3 separate regions of the Mus musculus genome follow, and regions 1 and 3 are each linked to region 2. A link is a contact called in public promoter capture Hi-C data. All regions are on one chromosome and are shown on one strand. Each heading gives the region's core, a stretch centred on a gene start, on an enhancer-like site or on the middle of the called end of the contact. The rest is flanking DNA. Distances are from core to core; before and after follow the strand shown. Region 1 holds the start of BC005537 (cDNA sequence BC005537). Region 2 overlaps Slc17a4 (solute carrier family 17 (sodium phosphate), member 4). Region 3 holds the start of D130043K22Rik (RIKEN cDNA D130043K22 gene).

Evidence for each region. Promoter capture Hi-C pulls out the DNA fragments that hold promoters and counts their contacts.
Region 1: a contact with region 2 is called in a promoter capture Hi-C map of pre-B cells, with 4 times the contacts expected there. The contact joins the promoter of BC005537 here to the enhancer-like site in region 2. A contact is called at or near these places in 4 of 39 promoter capture datasets (the HPC-7 cell line, HPC-7-derived erythroid cells, hippocampal neurons and 1 more) and 2 of 115 datasets of contacts at active chromatin or transcription factors (embryonic stem cells and large pre-B cells).
Region 3: a contact with region 2 is called in a promoter capture Hi-C map of pre-B cells, with 3 times the contacts expected there. The contact joins the promoter of D130043K22Rik here to the enhancer-like site in region 2. A contact is called at or near these places in 3 of 39 promoter capture datasets (cranial neural crest, liver and pre-B cells) and 3 of 115 datasets of contacts at active chromatin or transcription factors (the 230-238 cell line, large pre-B cells and pro-B cells).

What each region holds. Positions count from the first base shown.
Region 1 is chr13:24,800,246-24,802,993 of GRCm38.p6, reverse strand. It overlaps BC005537 (cDNA sequence BC005537), which reads right to left and starts at 1,337. Exons shown (of 5, transcript NM_024473.3): 1 at 1-1,337.
Region 2 is chr13:23,896,872-23,899,722 of GRCm38.p6, reverse strand. It overlaps Slc17a4 (solute carrier family 17 (sodium phosphate), member 4), which reads left to right. Exons shown (of 12, transcript NM_177016.3): 12 at 814-1,834. The coding sequence ends at 948. Among named protein-coding and RNA genes, the nearest start is that of Slc17a4, 17 kb to the left of the region's middle. Within about 2 kb of position 1,317, at least 30 of the 459 cell types and tissues checked have an H3K27ac peak or open chromatin away from gene starts, as enhancers often do. A contact at or near this core is called in the HPC-7 cell line, pre-B cells and pro-B cells, where this site is marked.
Region 3 is chr13:24,843,873-24,846,776 of GRCm38.p6, reverse strand. It overlaps D130043K22Rik (RIKEN cDNA D130043K22 gene), which reads right to left and starts at 1,646. Exons shown (of 21, transcript NM_001081051.2): 1 at 1,478-1,646.

The DNA of each region.
Region 1 (2,748 bases), core at 88-2,587, 900 kb before region 2:
AAACACAGCTGACACCGGTCCAATCCTTGAAACCCATTCGCATAGTCCCTTTTCAGAAAAGGGATTAAGAAATTGAGAAAAGGGAGGGAAAATTGTGATGTTGCTTCCCAAATACAGGGAAAAAAAAAATACCCCCCCCAAAACAAAAAACCCAAAAACTGAAAACCACCAAAACAGGGTAGGTGAATGAAACTGAAATCCCCAGTTGGATTTTACCCAGCCAGATCCATGGCTGTAGTACCTGATTAATTCTTAGTTATTTCAGATTTCACTACTGCTATGAACTGTCAGTGCTTTGCTATTGATTACACTTGGTGGTGAGCAAAGAGAAAAGTGCAAAATCAGCAGAGAAAGAAGGGGAGAGGTACAGGGTTTCCCTGCAATCAACTACAGTGTATACCGGGGGTGGACAGCTGTTGCCCAAAGGAGTCATGAGAAAAAACAGCGGAGTCATTACCAACTTCCCCATCACCCACGTTTTCACCCTCAGGCGGCTGCGAACGCTGCTGCCAAGGAGAACCATGATGGCAGAGGGAAAGGGGGGTCTATTAAACGGTATTAATAGTTATTCCGGCTCTGTGATTAGCCCTGATTAATGCCCGGGATCCAAGCACCCTTAGCCCTGCGGTGGGTTCTACATTCCCCGGGGAGCCCTCCGTATAAATTTGACCCCGTTCAAGTTCGGGATGGTAGGGAGTTCGATTATCTTCGTGTGAGCATGGCTGAGGCTAAGGTGGCGGGTTCTCCCACGTCCCAGGCCGGGCCCGGGGATCACCTGCCTTCGACCCCCAGGTCCCACCCACAACCCCTGGCCTTCAGCGGCAGCGACTCACTCGCACCACGGGAGACACTGGATCACTCGGGTTCTCACTCATTTCAATGTGGAAACAATTCCCGCCCGGGTAGAGGAGGCGGGAAGAGAGTTAAGTAGGAAGGATCAGTTGGGAGGAGGGGAAAAGAAGAGAATAATCGTGTTAATAATAATTACTTCTTAAAAGGAAGCCCACCCTCCCACCCCAAAAAAAAGCAAGGAATGAAGTTCCCGGGTTCTAGATTCGCTTTTCCCGTTCAACAGCCCATGTTTCCCGAGTGGGGGCGGCTGGGTGGTTTCCCAAGGGGACAGAGAGGCCGGGATCTAGGCGGCAGGGCGGGGTCCCCGCGGAGAGGAGAGCGGGACTCGCAGGCCGACCGTCGGTGGGCCGTCTAGCCGCAGCCTGCGGGCGGAGCGGCGGCTGCGGAGGAGGAGGCGGCGGCGGCGGCGGGGGCGCTGCTCGTGGCGCGGGCGGGAGCCATGTCAAGAGAACACGACGGGCCGACGGAGCCCCTCCATGCCCGCTGCGCTGCGCTCTGTGGCCGGGCCACGCGCGCTGCTGCCGCCACTCAGCCCCCACCTGGGCCCCATAGTCGGGCTCGGCGCCCCGGGCGGCGACGGAGGGAAGGACGCGGCGCGGGGTTGGTAGGGGGAGGGGGGAGACGGCGAGGAAGAGGAAAGCGCGCGGGAGGGAAGAGGGAAGGAGGGGAGCCCTGCGCTACGGCCTGTCCGCGGAGTGAGCCCGGCAAAGTTGTCTCGGTTCGAGCGTCGGCTCCCGAGGCCTGCTTCGCCCAACAGTCCGGTTCAGGAAGATAGTCCAAGAGAGAGCCCCGACGGATGGGGGGAGAGAGCCGCAACGGAGGAGGAGGTCGAGCGTCCGCGGGGCCACAGCCTCGGTTCCCCCACCCCCCGCACCGGAGTGGCTTCAGAAGCAGCGGCTGCCGCTGGAACCTCCCGGGTCCGGGGCTGAGTCGCGTTTGAGGAAAAGAAACAAGAACAAACAACTTAAAATGGCAGCGACGGCTGCTGCGTCACCCGCCCCTCCGCGGCACCGCCCCGAGCGCTCTACGCCTGCGCGCGCCCCGGACGCTACCATCTGTGGCAAAAACTGAAGGGGGAGGCGGGAAAAGAAGCGTGAAGGTTTTCACAGTTATGGAGACAGAAAAACCGAAAAGCTAGTAATGTGTGACATATAAAAGTCGGTATAAATAGTGAGTAGCTTTGAAATTAGGCTTTCAGTAAGATACTTCTTTTCCTAGGGGTGTTTGAGAACACACATTTCCCCTATTTATCAATATGGAAAGTCCTAAGGCGTGGCAAGGGTCTCCCGCCACTCCCTCCGCCCCTCTGTCCCTCCGTCAGGCTGTCCAGGTCTCCCCCGCCCCGTCCTTTTACGTCATAAGAGCACGCCCCCTACGCCCTCCATGACGAAGCGGAGAGAGTAGCTCCACCCTGGGCTATGCTGGGGAGCGGTAGTTGGACTTAGGGGGTGGGGTAGGGTGGGGGTCCTGTTAAAGCAGCGGTTCTCAACCTGTGGGTCGCACCCCATACGGGAGAATCCAATGATCCTTTTATAGAGGTTGCCTAAGACCATCGGAAAACATTAACATTCATAACAGCAGCAACATTACAGTTAAGAAGTAGCAACAGAAATTTACGGTTGGGAGTCAGCACAATATGAGGAACAGTACTGAAGGATCTTAGCAATGGGGAGGTTGAGAATCACTGCTCCAGAGATGCTCAAAAGCCAAAGCCGGGGAAGTGGGCGGAAAAATGGGTGTTGGAAGGGCCAGAGTGAGGAAGAAACCCGGAAGACTGAAGGGTGGTTAGGGTCATTTTATTATTCCCTAGAAGTCGGCCAGTTGGCAACAACGGAGAAATCATTTCGAGTTAGCGGAATGAAGCTTGCTTGCACCCCAACGAGTATAGCCTCAGTC
Region 2 (2,851 bases), core at 68-2,567:
GGTTAAAAAAAAATAAATAATTAAACCCAATGACTTGATCATTGCCTAAGAATTATACAGATATAAATTTCAGATGGAAATGGATGTCTGTGACATTTATAAAAATCCTCATTTTTAACTTGCCCATGACTGTGTGTTAGTAACTCAGGGAAAAGGCAGGAGATTAAGAAAAGATTTTTGTTTTAATGAAATCAAATTCCCTCTTGCTTTTGAAGCTTCCATTCCTTCCTAGTCTCCGAAAGCACACTGCTAGGGATTGTTTAAAAGGTAATTCTCATAGAGGCTTTGTTTCTCTTGCCACTTGACTGACTGATCAGTACATTCATTCATTCAACAAACTATTAAATATTAGCATGTACTAAACCAATTGTTTTAGCAAACAAACATACAAAAGTCTCCCAGTCGTACCCCATGAAATCCATATTGAAAAAAGAAATTGACAGAAAACTAAAGTGAATTACAGACATATTATTCTGAAAAGAGAGAGTAGGAAACATGGCTGATTGTGTGTGTGTGTGTGTGTGTGTGTGTGTGTGTGTGGTCAAAGAGGAATCTTTGAAAAGGTGACATTAAACAAGTGCTAGAGTAAAAGTGAGAAAGTGACTCAAATGATGGGAAGTGCCTTTAGCAGAGGGAAGAGGGGGTATGTGGTCCTGGTGTGGGGCATGCAACATTCTATCCCAGAAGCAAGATGGGAGCCATGAAGGCTGAGCTGAGATAGAAGAAGGAACATCAAGGTGTAGAACCACAACTGTTCTGAGCCAGGGGCAAGAAGCAAGCCACCATTACTAACAGGTAGCTTCCTGTCTCCAGGATTCAGAGTTTGGCTGGAGAAATGTCTTCTTCCTTGCAGCTGCTATTGATGTAGTAGGCCTGCTCTTCTACCTCATCTTCAGCCGGGCAGAGGTACAGGACTGGGCTAAGGAACCGACATTCACCCATCTCTGAGCAACGTTAGTGATGAGTAAAAAAGACTTGCTTTTGTGCCCACTGGACAGCTAAAGCTCTCCTACTGGAAGAGGCTTCATTTCAGGATCATTTAAGAGACCCTGGCTGTGTGATACTAAAGGTATTTTTTTCCATGCCTGGAGATTTCACAAAGGAAAGAAAAGACTGGTTATTTAGAACTGTGTGCTCCTGAAATCACAGGTTCTACAAATCCTCTATACTTTCCCCTGTTGCCATGGGACTGGAGGAGAGTTTGCCCCGAAGTACAGCAGTGACGAGTTGGAACCACAGGAGAATGATACCACGAACTCTAAGCTGTCAGCAAAGAGAACCGACAGCCTGGAAAACAGGATGTTTGTGAGCCGGAAGTTCTGCAGCTGTAGCCAAGTGAGGAGGTTAAAGAATTACTGTGGCTCTTGGTGCGTGTAGGATGTCTAACTGAAAATAGTCAGGATGAAGAGCAATAAAAAAATTAATCCATCATGCAAAAAGCAATGAACTTTCTTCAACTAATACAAGAGGAGTAGTAGAATCTAGTCATTCCAGACAGCTTTCTGTATGTGGATCCTGGCTTTGGATCAAAACCACTTCTGCAATAAGAACACCAACCACCCAGGCACTCTCTGGAGTCCACTGTTCTATTCACATCTTTCTTCTTTCTGACCACTTTAGCCTGGGTCCCTCATCTGTATGTAGATTTGTGCAAATCCCTTATGTCTTAGTCTTAGGGAGTAGAATTGCCTTGTGTGTCTCTGATCTCCTCAGGTACTGCTTTGCAGCATCATGGATACCCTATGCCTGTTTCTCTGATGCTTACAATCGCAGCCATTGTTCACCAGGCCTCATTTGATGTAAAATGTCTCCTAAAAATGTATGTGAGACCCGTGCTTGCTTCACTTCATTTCCAATGTCTCTTTTCATTAAGAATCCACACAGGTGACACAGGAACAACAAAAGAGAAGAGAAATGCTCAAACACTAAATGAATATTAATGGATACATTAGTGTGTATGGAAACAGGTCAGACATCATAATCATGAACAGCTTGTAGTAGTTCATTATCACAGGGGGATATGTGACTTTACTAAAAGTATCACAAGGGAGTGCGTAGTGATAGCTGTGCAATATGTAATAAGGAGGGGCACATCTTACTAAAATAAGGAAGTGTCATGCTCTAATTTAAGGGTGGCCGCCATTACACAGCATCAATTGAGCTGGAATCTGAAGGTCACTTCATGTAGGAGCCTGGTGCTAGGGATGTTCTAGGAAGACCCTCTGGGAAAATCTGCAGCATATAGAAAGGTTTGGTGCAGGAGAGAAAAATCGGGTGAATAAGAACAGAGTGGGCTATGAGAGGTTCTAGAAGTATGGAGGTCAAGAACACACGTGGCGCTGTGGACCCAGTGAAGAAAGAGTGTTGGTCTTTACATTGAAATCAGTGGAGGTATTTTAATGGGAAGGGACATAATCAGGTTCTGATTTTCAGTGGTCACACTGCATAAGAAAGTTGGCTTGGGGGGTTCCAGTGCGATCCCAGGAGTGGTGGTCCATTGCATGGGTTGGGGGAGGTAGTAGGACATAACCTCACATTTCACTAGATTCTTATATAGCCCAGGACCATCTGCTTCTGGGTGGTCCTGACCACAATGGGCTGGATTCTCTTGCACCAGCTAAAAACACATTATAGGCTAATCTACTTTGATCAATGCTTTAATTGAGACTCCCTTTGCAGGTAGCTCTAAGCTGTGTCAAGCTGACAGGTAAAGCTAATAAAGTAAAGGGAAAAAGGAACCAATTTTGTAGAAACCCTGGTAATTTAGGTTGCAGTTTACCATGTCTGGATATCTCCTCTAAGCTCTGCACAAAATTGAGTACTCTCTTTACCAGCAGGGCTGCCTTTTCTC
Region 3 (2,904 bases), core at 397-2,896, 950 kb before region 2:
TGGTTTTAAAAGGAAAGGCTGTCTGTTGGGGGTGAGGGGCACTTAAGTCAAGAACAAACCTTAAACATACTTCTTACTTTATAACTCACCAAAGCTCTCCTTCAGCTCTCTAAACCGTGAGGATGAGAGCTCAGTGACCGTTACCTTTCTGAAAGGACACGCATCCCTGCCTCGGCATTTTACCCAGCAGCGGTGTGCTGTCTGTTCCTGTTACCGGAGGTTCTAAAAATTCCTGCTGCAGGCTTTTGTTTGTTTGTCTTGTTTCTTGTTTTATCTCCTGTTCAGTTTGCAGAGAATTCAGCTTTCTCAGTGAGTTCTAAGTTTGGAACTGAACTGAAATCTCTACTTTGCCCCATCTGCATTAGAAGTAACTAAAATCATGAGCATGAAATAAAAATGTACATGTGACACAACTTCAGTCTCTCTGAGGAACTTTCCCAGGCGCCGTGCATTTCAGGAATAAATTAATACACACATCCACCTTGAACATTTTTGTGGTTTTTAGGAAATGTGATCTACACTTTTTTCCATTATTAACACAAATGCCACTCAACTTTTCTGCTCAAGCACTAGGAAAAATATCAACATCTAACTCACAAACGAAAATGTTCAGTAAAGCCAGCAATAAAGATGAGCGTGAATATGCTCCGGCTTGCTTGCTCCCTTCAGACAATTATGAAAACAAATGGTGTTGAGAACGATGACTAGCGATTGCAGCTTTGTGATCCTGATAAATCTGTGCCATTCCTTGGAGAGAATTCAAAGAGCAGGAAGAAAAGCCTTTATACAGCGCTAAGCTTCTGGTGACGGTAAAGAGAGGAGATGAATGCATTTGGTAAGTGGTAGCGAGGTCCACGACAACAGCACTAAACGAAATTTAAAGGTAATTCTTCAGTCTAAAGCATGCAATTTGCGAGGTTGGAAAGATCCCCAAATCTCCCGCCTCCACGAAACAGGGAAACCATCAAATCATGCAACTATCTAGGATTGCTTTTCCTAGGTGTCCAGAAGAAGCCTTAGAAGTCCCCCTCTTGGCTTTTTTTTTTTTTTTTTTTTTTTTTTTTTTTTTCTGACACCACCTACCTGCTTGCTGTCGTCGTTGCTGACAGTTGGCCAGCTGGGCTGGGAGATGGGATTCTGCACCTGAGGTGGCTGCTGAAGCTAAACACTGCAAGCTCACTGGAGCTTCGTTCAACACCCCATCACCCAGTCTCATAAACACACTCATATCCTGCATCCCTAGGCAGAGGTAAGGAGGAATCCCAACTACACCCTAGCTAGAAATCCGGGGACCTGGAGTCCAGATTAAAAGCCTCTGACTAAGATACGAAATGCATTTAGCAAATGCCAGTTCTGAATGAACTTTAAAGAAACCGATTCTTAGGTTTAAGGTTAGCTGCCCAAGTCTCCCTGACTCCACCCTGCTGAGAACCCATCGATCCAAACAGGAACGCAGGCAGCTGAGTGCGGCTCTTACCTCCATCCCCAGCGATCTCCAGGCTCCGCGGTACTCCAGACTGGCCAGCCGCTGATGTCCAGTTGAGACACCTGCGAGGCACACCTGCAGGCGACACCTGCCCACCCCTGCGGCTGCACAGACAGACGCTGCGAGCCCGCGCTGGTGATTCAGCGCCTTTCTGCCTCCCGGGTTACCAGGGCGACGCATACGCACGCGCACACACGCCCCTAGGGATGGCCTGCGCCGCAGCCCGCACTGCCCCGCTAAGCAGAGGGGCCTCCGTTGCTTCCCTGCTCTGGTCCCTCGCCCACCCCTTTCCTGCCATGGTTCTGAACTGTTGAGGGGATAGACAGGTCGTCTAGAAAAATGCTCCACCCGGGGAAGCAAGCACTGCTTGGCTCAGACTACTCCAAGTCAAGTCACCTGGCCATTCAAGTCTTGTTTCCAGCCAAGCCTTTTTGCAAGACCCCCAACCCCATAACTAATCTGCTTGGTTTCAAGTGCTGCTTTCAAATCAAGGATGGTAAACTGGGCCTAGGTCGTCACAGAGCAACTCTACTTTGCAGGTTAAATGGGTGCCAAGTGCATTTCAACATTTGTGTCTTGTAGTGAGAATCTTGAGTCAGAGGAAATTCTAAGTCAGTGGAACACTGTTCCTTGTATTTTTAGTTTTGTAATAAGGACAAGAAAGTGTCTAGGAACTGGCATTAAGGGGCAGAAAGGACGGGCAGAGTATTCTTTATACATCCACGGTGGCTTAATGACTGAGTCGCACACCAGTATAAGCCTGCACTGTCATCTTTGTGGAGAAACATCAGACAGGTTACAAATGTTACTAAATGTCTCCTGTTAGAAAATGGAGATGACCCAAGAACAGAAGTCCACCCTAGGACTCATGAGGCTGAAGCAAGAGCTTCACGATTTCAAACAATAACACTCTTTCAAACAATAAATTAAAAAGCCAGATACAGTTACCAGGCCAGCCCAGGCTACTTAATGAGGCTTTTCTCTTAAGGGGAGGGGCAGTGAGATGGCTCAGCCAGTAGTAGAGGGACTTACTTTACCAAGGCTGATGACTTGAGTTAGATCTACCAGAAGACCCACATAAAATTGGAAATGACTCCACAAACTGCCCTCTGGCCTCCTCATGTGTACTTACAAACACCATACATGTAAAAGCATCATATAGGATGAACACGTTAACTAATGGAGATAAAGAGCCACTAAGGAGGTAAAGAGAATAAGCTATAAAACGGAGAAGGCCCGGGCCTTTAATCCCAGTCCTACAGTTGTAGAGGCAGCTACATCTCAAAGCCAACATGGTTTACAGAGGGAGTTCCAGGACAGCCAAGGCTACAGAGAAACCATGTTTCAAAAAAACCAAAATAGAAGACTGAGAATAAAAATAAGCATGGACTAAAAAGGGGGAAAAATCATTAATTCAG